Regions from separate parts of the Mus musculus genome. Here region 1 is linked to region 2. A link is a contact called in public promoter capture Hi-C data. All regions are on one chromosome and are shown on one strand. The core of a region is the stretch at or near the end of the contact, and the rest is flanking DNA. Distances in the headings are between cores, read along the strand shown. Region 1 overlaps Kcnq2 (potassium voltage-gated channel, subfamily Q, member 2). Region 2 has its middle 18 kb from the start of Gm14340.

Region 1 (6,193 bases), core at 734-3,233, 320 kb after region 2:
CTAGGCAAGCCAGGGTTACGTGGTAAGACCTTTTCATAAAATAAGGTAAAAATAAATCTAAAAATTGAAGACAAAATAAAAAGAGATGACATGAAATAGAGAAGACAGTTGAGGAGGGAAACAGGGGGAATAGGGATGGATATGACCAAGACACCTGGTATCTACGTATAAAATTTTCAGAAAATAAACAGACAAAAATGAATGGAGCATCCAAATAGTCTCCCATCGACCCTGGTGCTCCAGACACCCTTGATGTGCCTCTTCCAGGTATCGCTCACCACCACTACATCCGGCTCAGAGCCCCCCACACTCACGGCACCTTCCATCAACACAGCTTCTTCTGCACAGGCTTCCCAAAAATGTTTCATTTCTACCTTGCTTCCCAAACCTGGGGCCCCTGAAGAAGTTGTCCCCTCCCTCGTACTCCCCAGCCAGTGTCTTTCCAAGTCAACACAGAAAAGTAGCGCCAGCCCTACAAAGTCCCCAGTACAGGACAAAGCCAGTGGCTCTTGGATGGAAGGGGCCAGAGACCAGGCAGAACCTGGAGCAAAGACAGCCCCTCCACTTAGGGGAAAGGAGAGATCTCAGGGGGTGCCATCTCGAGTAGAGCTTGCAGATACCACCCCAAGTGGTACTGTGGAGGTTGCTGACACCAAAGAGATCATTAAGGAATCTATGCTGTTTTCAAGCAACCCCCACTAGAACATTCTAGAATAACAGCCCAGCTGGGCGTTCACAAAATTATTCCCAATATCAGAAAAGAAATGTAAGACCTAATTCTGTCCCAGCTAGACTCCCAGCTGAGCCCAAAGACAACCGAGGGTGTGTCTGGAACACAGCCTGCCTCCTTTTTTCATGCAGAGAAGCCACTGTCCCAGAATCCTCTTTTCCTCTACAAAGGCTCTGATGGCCCCAGCAGCCACTCCCTTTAGCTCACGGTAGATTGACAGGGATGGATGATCAGGGAACATTCTGAGAGCTTCCCTTTGGTGGGTCTCTATTCCCAGACCAAGACCACCTGCTCTGCAGGAATGAATGGGGGCAGCCTGTTATATAGCTCAAGAGCTCAAATCCTTCTCAGAGTGTCCCTCTGGAGTCTCGCCCACTAGGTCCCTTGCCTTGGGTAGTTCCAGGAATGAATGAGAGAATGAAATTGGGACTGGGAGACAGCTCAGCTGGGAGACAGCTCAGTTGGTAAAGTCCTTGACACACATGAGGACCTGAGTTTGATCCCTGGTACTTGTACTTAAAAAGCCAGGCATGACGTACACTTTTGTTATCCCAGCGCTGAGGAGGCAACCTAGTGAAATTCAAGGGAGAGACCTTGTCTCAAAAAGCAAGATGGATATAGCTCCTGATTGACAACAAATAAGGTTGACCTTTGGCCTCTATACACATGAACTCATAAACCTGCACACATACAATAAAAAAGAGAGCATGCAGATGCCGGGAGGACTCCTGTTGCCCTCTGTCCTGCACAAGGCAGTAATCCTGAGCAGATTTCCACACTAGACAGTTGTTTGAAAGACCTAGCCCTGGACGCATTGACACGAAGTGCAGCATCTGCACACAGCTTATGGGACACACCTGGGGTTCTGAGAACTATAAAAAAAAAATGTCAGCAAGAAAGCAGAAATAGGAGCTCACTTCGTATAGAGACTCCAGTGGGAGGCCTAGCTATACAGGCTGGGCAGGCACATGGCAACTATGAGTCACTGTCAAACTGATCTTTGGGGACAATCACAGGTCGACTCACCACCACTACCACCACCACCACCACCACCACCACCACCACTACAACCACCACCACCACCACTACCACCACCACCACCCCACCACCACCACCACCACCCCACCACACCACCACCCTGCATTTCATCTCAGATCAGATAAACTGCTTCTGCTGTTGTTGGCAGTTAGACAGGTGCTACTGGGTTTCCTCCTCCAAATGACGACTTGGTGCCTGGTGCGTCACTGTGAGTGAGGCGCTGTTTGAAGAAGCTCCTGGAGCTGTCAGCAAATTGTTGTCTGAAAGCAAAGCCCAGTTCCAGCCATGAAAGGGAAAGGGCCATGCTTGGCAGGCATCCACACACAGAGGACAGTGCTCACTGTGAAGGGGGCTCAGCCAAGCCAACTAACTCATCCCCGTCTGGGTAGAAACCAGATGTCTACAGGGCTTGCTCAGCAGTTCCCCTGCAGCCTGGGGGACTTACTGGTAAACACCTGCACACTATATTTTTCCATCCAGAATCATTCCTCTCCTCAACACCCAACCTTTAGGGTGCTGTCACGCATGCTACTCAGTTCCACGGAGGAAGACATCTTAAACTGCCAATCAACACAAAATCTCATGGTTCTAGGAAAACGGCTGGCACTCTTGAAGCTGGCCCACTGGCAAGCTTCTGATACTCATAACTCATGTCTAAACCTTCTAAACCTGTGTCTCCTGTTAAACGGTGGCCCAAATCATCTTGCCAAGATCAAGGTACAGACTGTACCCGAGGCTTTGTCCAAGGATTGGCTGATGAACCAGAGGTTAAGAGACACTGTTCACAGCTGGGCAGCCATAGTCCCAAGACTTTCACATCCCACTGGATAACGTCTTACTCTGCAAAACCTCAGGCATCACAAGCCAGTGAACATCAGCACTTACAAATCTTTGTGTCTAGTGACTCAAATCCACACCCAGCCAGGAACGTCACTCACATATTATGAACAAGGAAACTGGAGTCTGGAAACTAGTTCTGGAGATGATCAATGGAAGCAGGGCCATCCAGAGCCCTTAGTCCCAAACCCTGCCACCTTTCACCCCGGAGGGGGTAACAAGAGTTCCCTGCTAACCCCACCCCAGCAGCTATAGCACAAAGGTGCATACTTGGTGGGTGGAGGACACATAGGTAATTACATAGTAAAACAGTCTGCTTTTATTCAGCGTATTCAGTTTGGTTGGTTTTTGTTTGGTTGTTTGGTTGGTTTTATTTTTGCTTTTTTTTTTTTTTTTTTTTTTTTTTTTTTTTTTTTTTTTGAGACAGGGTTTCTCTGTGTAGCTCTGACAGTCCTGGAACTCACCCTGTAGACCAGGCTGGCCTCAAACTCATAAAGATCTGCCTGCTTCTACCTCCCAAGTGCTGGGAATAAAGGCACAGGCCACCAAGGCCCAGCTCAGCACTATTTGTAGTAAGAAATGGGGCACACACCAAGGTCCCTGAAAAGAAGCATTGCTCTTTATCAACTTTGCCTTACCAGGGAACAGCAGCTGCCAGATCAGAGCTCACTCTCCTCCCAAAATGGGGCCCACGTCAGCCTTTAAAGGATATGACCAGGATCGGGGCCAGGACCAACCCTTCCATCCAACAGCAGGGATGCACAGATGGTTCAGAGCACACGCCACATCCCTTCCCCGTCCTTTTATGTGTCAATTCAGGATGCATATGCTCAAATACAGCTGTTAGTACCCTCCACAGAGTACTCCAAGGAGCCCTTAGTCCTAGGGACTCATCTATTTCCCTAGATTCAACCTTACAGTGAGTAGTGGATTCACTGTTCACACTAGGTGGTGTGGTGGACCACGCCAGCCCCATTTTCTCACCCACAGGGAGTCAGAACACCTCACCCAGGACACCCTGTAATATCCAAGATCATGAATATTAACAAAATCCTGTATATTTTGCTCATAGAAAGACACTAAAGACCCTACCACTGGGCTCCAGCTGTATTATCAGACACTGTCACTGACTCCTCAGATTCACTCCAGAGTCAAGTCATTTCAGACATTCAGCATCTGGGTGCATTCCCAGGACCTAGTAGTCTCCATGTCAAAGTTCTCCAGGCTGGTGATATGCTGTGTGTCCTTCTAAGTCTCCATATAGATGGCTTTACATGTCCGACTCATGCTGGTATCCATAAAAATGAGATTTCTCTGCTCTCATCTGCAACCCTGCCCAGAATGCTCCCTGGCTAGTTGCTAATCCATCATTTCTTTACAGATGCAAGGATGCTTAAAGATTTACACATAACCAGAGCAAAGAGACTGCAATTATTCTTTCTCTCCAGTGCCCTTTAAGATATCAGTGAGGGTTAGAAACTGAGCAGGCCTGAGAAGGTGGGCAAACCCAGGCCCCATGAGAAACACAGGTTTCTCTGGAAACCACAACTCTCTGAGGTATTTCCATCTTTTGGGAAAATTCCATAAGATTCTCTGAATTCTCGATCAATGAGGCTACAGGAAGGCCTGCTACTTGAAAGAAGCTGGGCACACGACACCATTCAGTGATAGGGGTTCTTCTGATCACTGCCACACACCATAAGTCAGACCTGGGTACTCCGAGTGACCACCTCTCCTGTCTGCCTCAGATGAGGATCAGAACTACTCCTCAAATGACCCACCTACTCCAACTTCCATGGCCCTTGCCAGCCTCAGAGCTAAAAGCAGTTAAGGGGGATGAGAAGGACTTGCAAAGCAGCCTAGACACCATTCTTTTGGGGGAAGGAGGCCTATCTGGGTCCAAAGCACCCAAAGAGCCTTGAACAAGGACATGGTCCTGGATGCTACTTTTTCTGTGAAATGGGAGGTGACACCTGGCTTGACAGCCTATGGCAATGGTTCTGGGGCTCCTAAGGTCTCAACAGGAACACCTGTACATTGTGGACAGAGGGGCCTTGGTGATCGGCACAAAGAGCTGAGCTATGGGTAAACCCAGAACCCAAAGTACAGCCCCCCATGACTTGGTTTCCCATTTAGTTCTTTCAAATGCCATGCCTTCCTAGATGTCCACTGGCCTGGATGTTGAAGAGAACAAGCTGTCCACACTCTCAGCTTTCAGCTCTCAGGCAGGCCGCCTCCCAGCTTATACAGGAAGACCTTTTCAGCCTCAGCTTCCCCATCATGCTCCTCTGGCCACAGGCAGTAAGTCTAGCATGTGATAGGGGCATCATAACCCAGCAACCTCTCCCTAAGTCCCTGAGCTACTTGGAGCTCTCACTCAGCTCTCGAGCACATCATGATGAACATGAACATGCTCTAAGGCCCCCATAATACTCCCACCTCTGCCTAGATTTGTCTTCGCTGTGGTTCACCCTTTTCGGGGCAGAGGGGACTGGGTAGTTCAAATGGCTCTGCCTGGGTGACCTTCCAGGTTGAGTGCAGAGATATTTCTGAAAACGTCTCTCACAAGCAGTCCATAAAGGCATTGCTTTGTAAAAGGCAAACTGAAGAGCCCTGTGGCCATTGAGTCTGACCTCGCTTAACAAGGTCCAAACCAAGAGTGGTCACCTCTGGCCAAGAGGTTGATATGTCTGGACATCTCACAGACCAGGCTTTGATGGCCAAAGGAAGAAGGAAAGTGGCCCAGGAAAACCCAATACTCCTTAAATGAGAAACTCATTTCTATGGGTCTTGGATCTGTTCTCAAGCAGCTACCTGGCCTCAGGAGGGGCTGTGTCATCCTTGCTAACTAATGAACAAACCAAACACTGCCTAACACACAGCGTGACCCAGTCCATGCAGACCAGTAGTCCACACAAGGGTTTGCCACGTGCTCAGGAATCTCAGGCTATTGGACTTCCTAAATTAGACAAAGATCGGTGTGGAGGGTTCCATGCCTGGAAACTAGGGGCATGGGTCATGAGCAACAAAGACATCAGAGATGTGTCACCTTTCACAATGGAATCAATAGGCATTCTGGAAGATATCAGTTGGTCTTCACAAAGTCCAGGAAGCCAGGAGTGGCTGTTACCACCTTACTGATGAAAGGGGTTCTGGGTCTAGACATTGTGTCTGGCCCTGAATTAGCAACCAAAGACTGTTCTTCTTCAATGCTCTCCCTCCTGCCCTTAATCCCAAGACATCGCCCTGAAAGATCCAGCCACAAAGTATAGAAGCCAAGGGACTTGCAGCATGCTGTATGTCTTCATGGTCTAAACCCTAAAGTCCGGGACACTGCAGGGGGCAGGAGTGGTTCTATGGTGGGAAATGTAGATGGGGAAGGGACACAGATCCCATAAAGCAAGGACCTCCCACACTGGGCTGGAGCTCCAGGTGCTTCTACTGTTAGGGAACAGAAGTAGAGAAATCAACCAGTCAGACTTAGGGATAGAACAGGACACCATAGAGGCTACAGACCCTTCCCCCCAAAGATTCCTAGATAATGCTGCCAGCCTGGGCATCCACACCCAGCCCTGTGGACACAGGATT
Region 2 (6,203 bases), core at 1,340-3,839:
AAACTTATTATGTAGAACAGGCTTGCTTCAAACTCATAGAAATCTGTCTCCTGAGCCCCCTGGGGTTGAAAGTGTGTTCCATCATGCCCAACTCCTATGCCTTTTTTTGGCCTTGATCTTGTCTCCATCTTGGACCAATTGACTGTTCAACTGCCTGAGAGTTCCACAAGCACTTGTCCCTTGAGTCTCCATGGCATTGATAGACTGTGCTCCATGTAGAGCCTTGCCAAGTTATAGACGTTAACTTCAGGAAGGGCAGAGAGGGCAGCTTCCTGAGAATTGTGTGGCTGTCTCTGGCAGCCCATGGGGCTCTGAGCTGCCTAAGGCTTCAGGAGGCAATTTAATTATAAATGTTTCCCTAAATGTCAGCTCCACCACAAGCTTGACAGACAGACACTAAGGCTTTTGATATTCCATATTCAACTGGTGCTGTGGGTAGGTAGAATGATGCCTGAGAGGTACCTGAAGGGAAATGGGTCTGAATTCCAGATGAGATCATGATCAGGCTGCCCTCGGAACCCTGCAGGCACTCCAAGACGTTTCCCCTTCATGGCTTATGGCATTTGACTCTTACACAGGAAGTGGTGCCTCCAGGGGCTCAGGCAGGGTGGGCAGGGCTACTACCTTCTGCCAATGGGTTTATTTCTTTGTCACAAACATTGACACACACTAGGAAGTGTCACCAAGTTCAGGAACAGGCAGCAATGAGGGTCAGTGTTCCAGACAGGCCTTTGCAGAGTAAGGAACAAGAGATGAGAGACACAGAGCCCAGAGCATGGAAGGCCCTGAGAGAAGCAGGGATAAGTGGAGTAGAGACCAAAGTGGCCGTGGCTTCATTTCCATCCTCCTACAGTATGGTTGCTTCTCTTCATGGAGCTAGTGTCTGTAGTCCTAAGGTACAAAATGTGTGTGTTCTGGTGGTCCCTCATAAGGCATTGCCTTCTGATGTCTAGAAACATTTGAGGAGGCCCATAGCAGTACCTAGCACCAGGGTCCAGGAGCGGAGCTGGTGTGGGGTCCCCTAAGTGCTAGCTCTGTTCTGCCCTCTGTAAAGGTAGCACTCATCTCATTGATTTTTCTTTGGCTCTTAAAACTCTCAGATGGCTCCATCTCCTGCTGCTCTTTGTAGGGCTGAAACTATGCATCTGATTCCATTTTTGTACCCTGCTGTGGCTGGAGTAGAGGGAAGAGATTGAGTGAGGATAGATATGCAGTCCTGCTGGGACATTCCTTCAGCTAGGATAAATGGCCTAGGGAAACCAGTCCAAGCATCATGGGCCACCTACAGCAACCACACCCCCTCTAAGCACTGTCTCCTCCCCAGCCTGAGTCCCATCAGGCAGGTCCTCCCTAGTGTATGCTTTGTCCAGCATCGTTGAAAGGGTGATCTATTTTGTTTGTGAAAAGCTGATTATCATAGATAAATAAATCTAATTAGTCTCATTTGCTGACACACAAGCCTTTAATTGAGAGCGGAATAATTTGCATATGCAAATGACACAGCTAGGCACCCCCTCCCCACACTCCAGACTTAACCTGATTCCTCCAGAGACAAATAATTCTGTTTCGGGAGAGAATATGATGTATTAATTCACACGCAAACAGCTTCATTTAGAATCAGTGGCTGTGTTTGTTTACATGAAGTGATGGCTGGTGTAAGCTTGTTGAAGAAACAAATGACTCTAAGGGAAATCTCCGTGAGCTTCCCACTGTGGGGTGGTCCCTGAATTAGGGGCTTTTTTAGTCCTCAGGGTGGCAGCTACCAGCACAGAGTCATGGTCATGGTCTCACTTTGCTGGAAGCTCTGGCCCCCTGGTAGACCAGGTGAGTACCAACAGGCCCTGTCTCTCTGGTGTTTGTTCCCTGCCCATATCCTGGTGGCAACTGATGGGGCAGGTACAGCCACTGCCTGGCAAGTTGGTGGTCATTGATGGCTTACAATGAGGCTCCACATGTGGCTAGTGTTTTCCCTAAGGTTGTGAGCAGCAGATCGTGGAGTTTGCCAGCAGTGGCTGGTCCTTGGAAGTTGAATGCTCAGTTCTGGGGAAGGCTGAGCCACTGGGCCCCAACTATTGACTTCATACAGCTTGTGGCCAGGGTCAGCTGCCTCTCCTTCTTTAACGGCCTCCTGCACCAGCAACTCGAGACAAGCCTGAGGTGTTGGGCCCCATGGAGGAGCCCCCTACCCCTGCTCTTGGTTAAACCCACAGATTCCAGGAACACAAGTGACAGAGGTACCCTCCATGTCTTGTTTATAGGGCTATGGCCTGCAAGAGTACTTTGGGGGCCTTGGCTAGTGATGTGAGAATAAAGACCTACATCTCTAGCAGGGCCAGTGTCTAAGTGCTAGGTGCCCGTCGTCCCTGGGCAGTGGGTGGCATAGCCTTTTGTGTGTGTTTTCTCCTTCCCTAGGCCTGGGGGTGGGGGTGGGGGTGTGGTCACATGGGCTGTTCTAAGGAGGCCTAGTGTGAGGAATTTGGCTCCTGTGGAAGAAGGATGATGGCATTCCCTGCCTACTTGAGGGCCCTTCAGGCTGTCTGTCACCCTAGCAACTGACTCATGAAGCAAGGGATCTGATGCTGCCCTAGATGGGTTCTGTGGTCCCCTCCCTTTCCTTTCTGGGCTAGGCTAGTCAGCAGAGGGCAGCAGTGGGCCAGATGCTGGCTTTGAGGAAGGGATTTGTGAGCCTGGAGAGAAGTTATGCCCTAAATTTTGGGGTCTTTGTGTGTTCCCCAAAGCCCTGTAAGGAATGATCACAGGTGGGTGATCGCCATTAACTGTTGTGCTTACATGGATGAGAAAGATCATCACCATAACAGCAGTGGGCCTGGCACATGGGAGGGTCCTACCTTTGGCTGGTAGAGAGCTCATTACTAGCCCCAGTCTCTGAAGACAAGGTCTCTGTCCATCCTTGGCCTCAGATCATGATGAGCCCAAAATGGAATCAGCCGTTAGGATTCCCAGTTCTCACTCTCTCCTTTATCTACTGGCTCAGTGATTCATTCATTCACTAATTTGTTCACATACTCATTTGTACACTGGTTCATCCACACAATCATTCATTCATTCAACACACACCAGCAGGGACGTGTATCTTTCTGACCCCTTGAAGGAAGTATTGGTGGTTTTTAAAACCAGGATTCCAGCTCTGCACCTGCCCAAGCCATCTTGCAAGGCTATAGCTACAATGTTACAAGGCTATAGCTACAATGTTTCCTTTGACTTCAGTCTCTGGCTCATTTATTCTCTGAAGTTTTTTTCCTGTGCCTTGTGTTTGACCTCCATCATTACCGGAAGAGAAAACATCCCATAGCGTTGTCCAGCTCAAGGACGTCATTGGTTACCCACACTAAGCATGTTCTCATGAGGATGCCAATGGCTCTAACATTCTGACTATGCTTGACATCATGATTGGGACAGAGTTCTTGTACAGCTTATCAGGACCTGGAAGCTACCTGAAATATGGGCTTGGACCCAACCCTTGTCTGTGTCCCAGCCCTCATGGACCTTTGGGAGTGAGGACAGAGTGCTGTGTGCACACATATGCATGCATGTCTATGCTGTGTGCACATACTCTGTGCATATCCTTATACACATTGGCAGGGCCTGGTCCTGGGGTCCCTAGTGTGGGAGGCCAGACTGTTAGAATTGAGCCACAGAAACCAGGCTGTGGCCAGCTTAGTGACCTGTCTACATCCTCAGCCTCCCTTGTTTTCCACAAGAAATTCAGTAGACCACACCCCATGTCAGGACCACCACTGGTGGTGGTACCCTCTCCATTGTAACTGAAAATGGAACCGATAGGCTCGTCCACACCTTGGTGTTGAAGCTAGGTATGCATCTACAAGGTTTTAGAGAGCAGGAGGGCATTCATGTGCCTACTGTGCTCAACTCCTTTCCTCTTAGGCAGAAACTGTTTTAGGGAGGGTGTGGAGCCAGACCAAAGTGATTCAGTTGTTCAGACGGAGGTATGCTTCCCTCCTCCAGGACAGACACAGTCTTGAGTACGGATGCAACAAGTGTGTGCACCTGGGGTGTGGTGAGCAAGAAGGACACACTCAGTATAACTAAAGTTATATTTTATGCTGAGGGTCATCACACAATGTTCACACTCTGAATTCCTAACTGTGGTTCTTCCCAAGGCTGCTTTCCTCTTAGCTGAAGGTCAGGTCCAGTCTCTAACAGTAGTTCCTGATTTGAGGGTCAAGATCCTGGGAGAGACTCTTCAGCCACAGGGCAGATCAAGGTGGCATCTCTCCAAATGTGCAGAACAGAGCATTGCTTTTGGTCTCTCTTATATAATGTCCAGTGGGCAACATGGGGTTCTAGGACTGTGTCTGGTTACCTTGAATAATCAACACCACTGGGTTCAGGTTATCAGGTGCAGCCTTGGATATACTGGGGTTCCTGACAAAGCTATTTTTATATGTCTAAAAGGCATTAAAAAAAAACAAGGCAAACTTTTGCAGCTTATGGAAACACTGTCCTGGTCTTTCTTTCTGGGTGGGTTCTGCTCCAATGAGGATATTCTTGATATTAGTGGCCCCTACTTTCATCTGGTTCCCGGAAAAAGACTTTAAGAATGTGTTACTGGAGCCAGGCTGTGATCAAACATGCTTTTAATCCCAGCACTTGGGAAGCAGGGGCAGGTGGATCTCTGAGTTCAAGGGCAGTCTGGTCTACAGCATGAGGTCCAGGACATCCAGGGCTATACATAGATAGATAGATAGATAGATAGATAGATAGATAGATAGATAGATAGATAGATAGATAGATAGACAGACAGACAAATAGATAGATAGATAGATAGATAGATAGATAGATAGATAGACAGACAGACAAATAGATAGATAGATAGATAGATAGATAGATAGATAGATAGATAGATAGATAGATAGATAGATAGATAGGTGTTGAGATCACAGGCAGCCTGATGTCATTCCTTCAGAGCCTTTGTACTGCTTGATCATCATCAAGCTGGCCTAGGTTTTCCTGCTATATCTCCCGCTTTCCTCTGCTGATGTGGGTATTGACTTTAAAGGCTCACCTGATGGAGCTAGGGCTAGCTCATTTGGTTAGGGAAAATGGGGCCATGTCTGTGGGTGGCATGCTGTGAAGGTGTGTGTGTGGGCCAATGACATCAGGTCTGACTGTATGATCTCTTCAGCATGCCAATGAACACCCCATGAATGTTCTAGAGGTAGTCCAGCTCTTAAGCTCCAATTAATTCTTGCATCGTTAAGGGGCTTTGATCCTCGAAAGCTTGATGAGATCATCTGAGCTCACAGTGGAAAGAAGCATGGCAGGGGCTTCTTCCGGATGGCATTTGTGAAGTGTAGGAAGGTCATAGCTTTTGATAGCTTGGGACAGAGGTGATTTAAAAGACCAGTTGGGATCTTAAGTTGGGAAGCTGAGTCCACCACAGTCAGTGGACAGCCAGTGACCTTCTTCTCTCAGACTCCTCAGGGGAGCCACTGAGCACATTCACAAAGGATGAATTATTGCTTTCCAAGTGACTCGTGGCTTACACTTGTTTGGAGAGATGGATGGATGGATGGATGGATGGACAGACGGACAGACAGTCACAATCTGTTCACTCTTCCCCTTCCCTGGGCCACTGGAGAAATAATCTGGAGTCCCCTTGTTCTGTTTTCAGGTCCCAACCATGTAGCAGCACAGATAACCAAGTCAGGTGGGGTACATCACACCGTGTGGGTTCTTGCCCCTCCTCCACTTCCTGCTTCAGGGCTCTGGGGGAAAGTGGGGTCTGAGCTGCTTGTAAAATTTCCTGGAGCAGGTGAATGCATCAGCCCAGGGTGAGATCATGTATGGTGGTGAGGGGCACTTTGGCCTGAGACATAGCCCAGTCTGGCCAGGCAGTCATGCCTCATGACAGGCTACTCTGCCCTCTGTGGTCCTTTGCAGACAGCCTGGCAGAGGTGCCTACAGTAGGTTGGGGGCCTTTGTGAAGAGGAAATGAGCAGCATCTGGACGGTAACTGAGGGTCCAGGGGGTTGCCGGAAGCTCTGGGATTCCTAGAACCACCCTAGCTCAGTGCTGCCGGGTTCATTCGTAGGATGATCCAAATGGTACGCACGCCTCCAGACTCCTGCTTTCCCAAACTGAGACTGTCTCCCAACCCTCAAATCTGCAGTCAGACACTGGAATCCACCACTCTACACTGGCTTTATGAATCTGACCAC

What was found. Promoter capture Hi-C pulls out the DNA fragments that hold promoters and counts their contacts.
Region 1: a promoter capture Hi-C map of hippocampal neurons shows a contact between it and region 2, with 4 times the contacts expected there. The contact joins two enhancer-like sites. A contact is called at or near these places in 7 of 39 promoter capture datasets (the HPC-7 cell line, embryonic stem cells, hippocampal neurons and 2 more).

The regions. Positions count from the first base shown.
Region 1 is chr2:181,127,113-181,133,305 of GRCm38.p6, forward strand. All of the region lies in intron 1 of Kcnq2 (potassium voltage-gated channel, subfamily Q, member 2), which reads right to left. Among named protein-coding and RNA genes, the nearest start is that of Kcnq2, 5.1 kb to the right of the region's middle. Within about 2 kb of position 1,984, at least 12 of the 459 cell types and tissues checked have an H3K27ac peak or open chromatin away from gene starts, as enhancers often do. A contact at or near this core is called in hippocampal neurons, where this site is marked.
Region 2 is chr2:180,803,567-180,809,769 of GRCm38.p6, forward strand. No RefSeq gene overlaps it. Among named protein-coding and RNA genes, the nearest start is that of Gm14340, 18 kb to the right of the region's middle. Within about 2 kb of position 2,590, at least 21 of the 459 cell types and tissues checked have an H3K27ac peak or open chromatin away from gene starts, as enhancers often do. A contact at or near this core is called in hippocampal neurons, where this site is marked.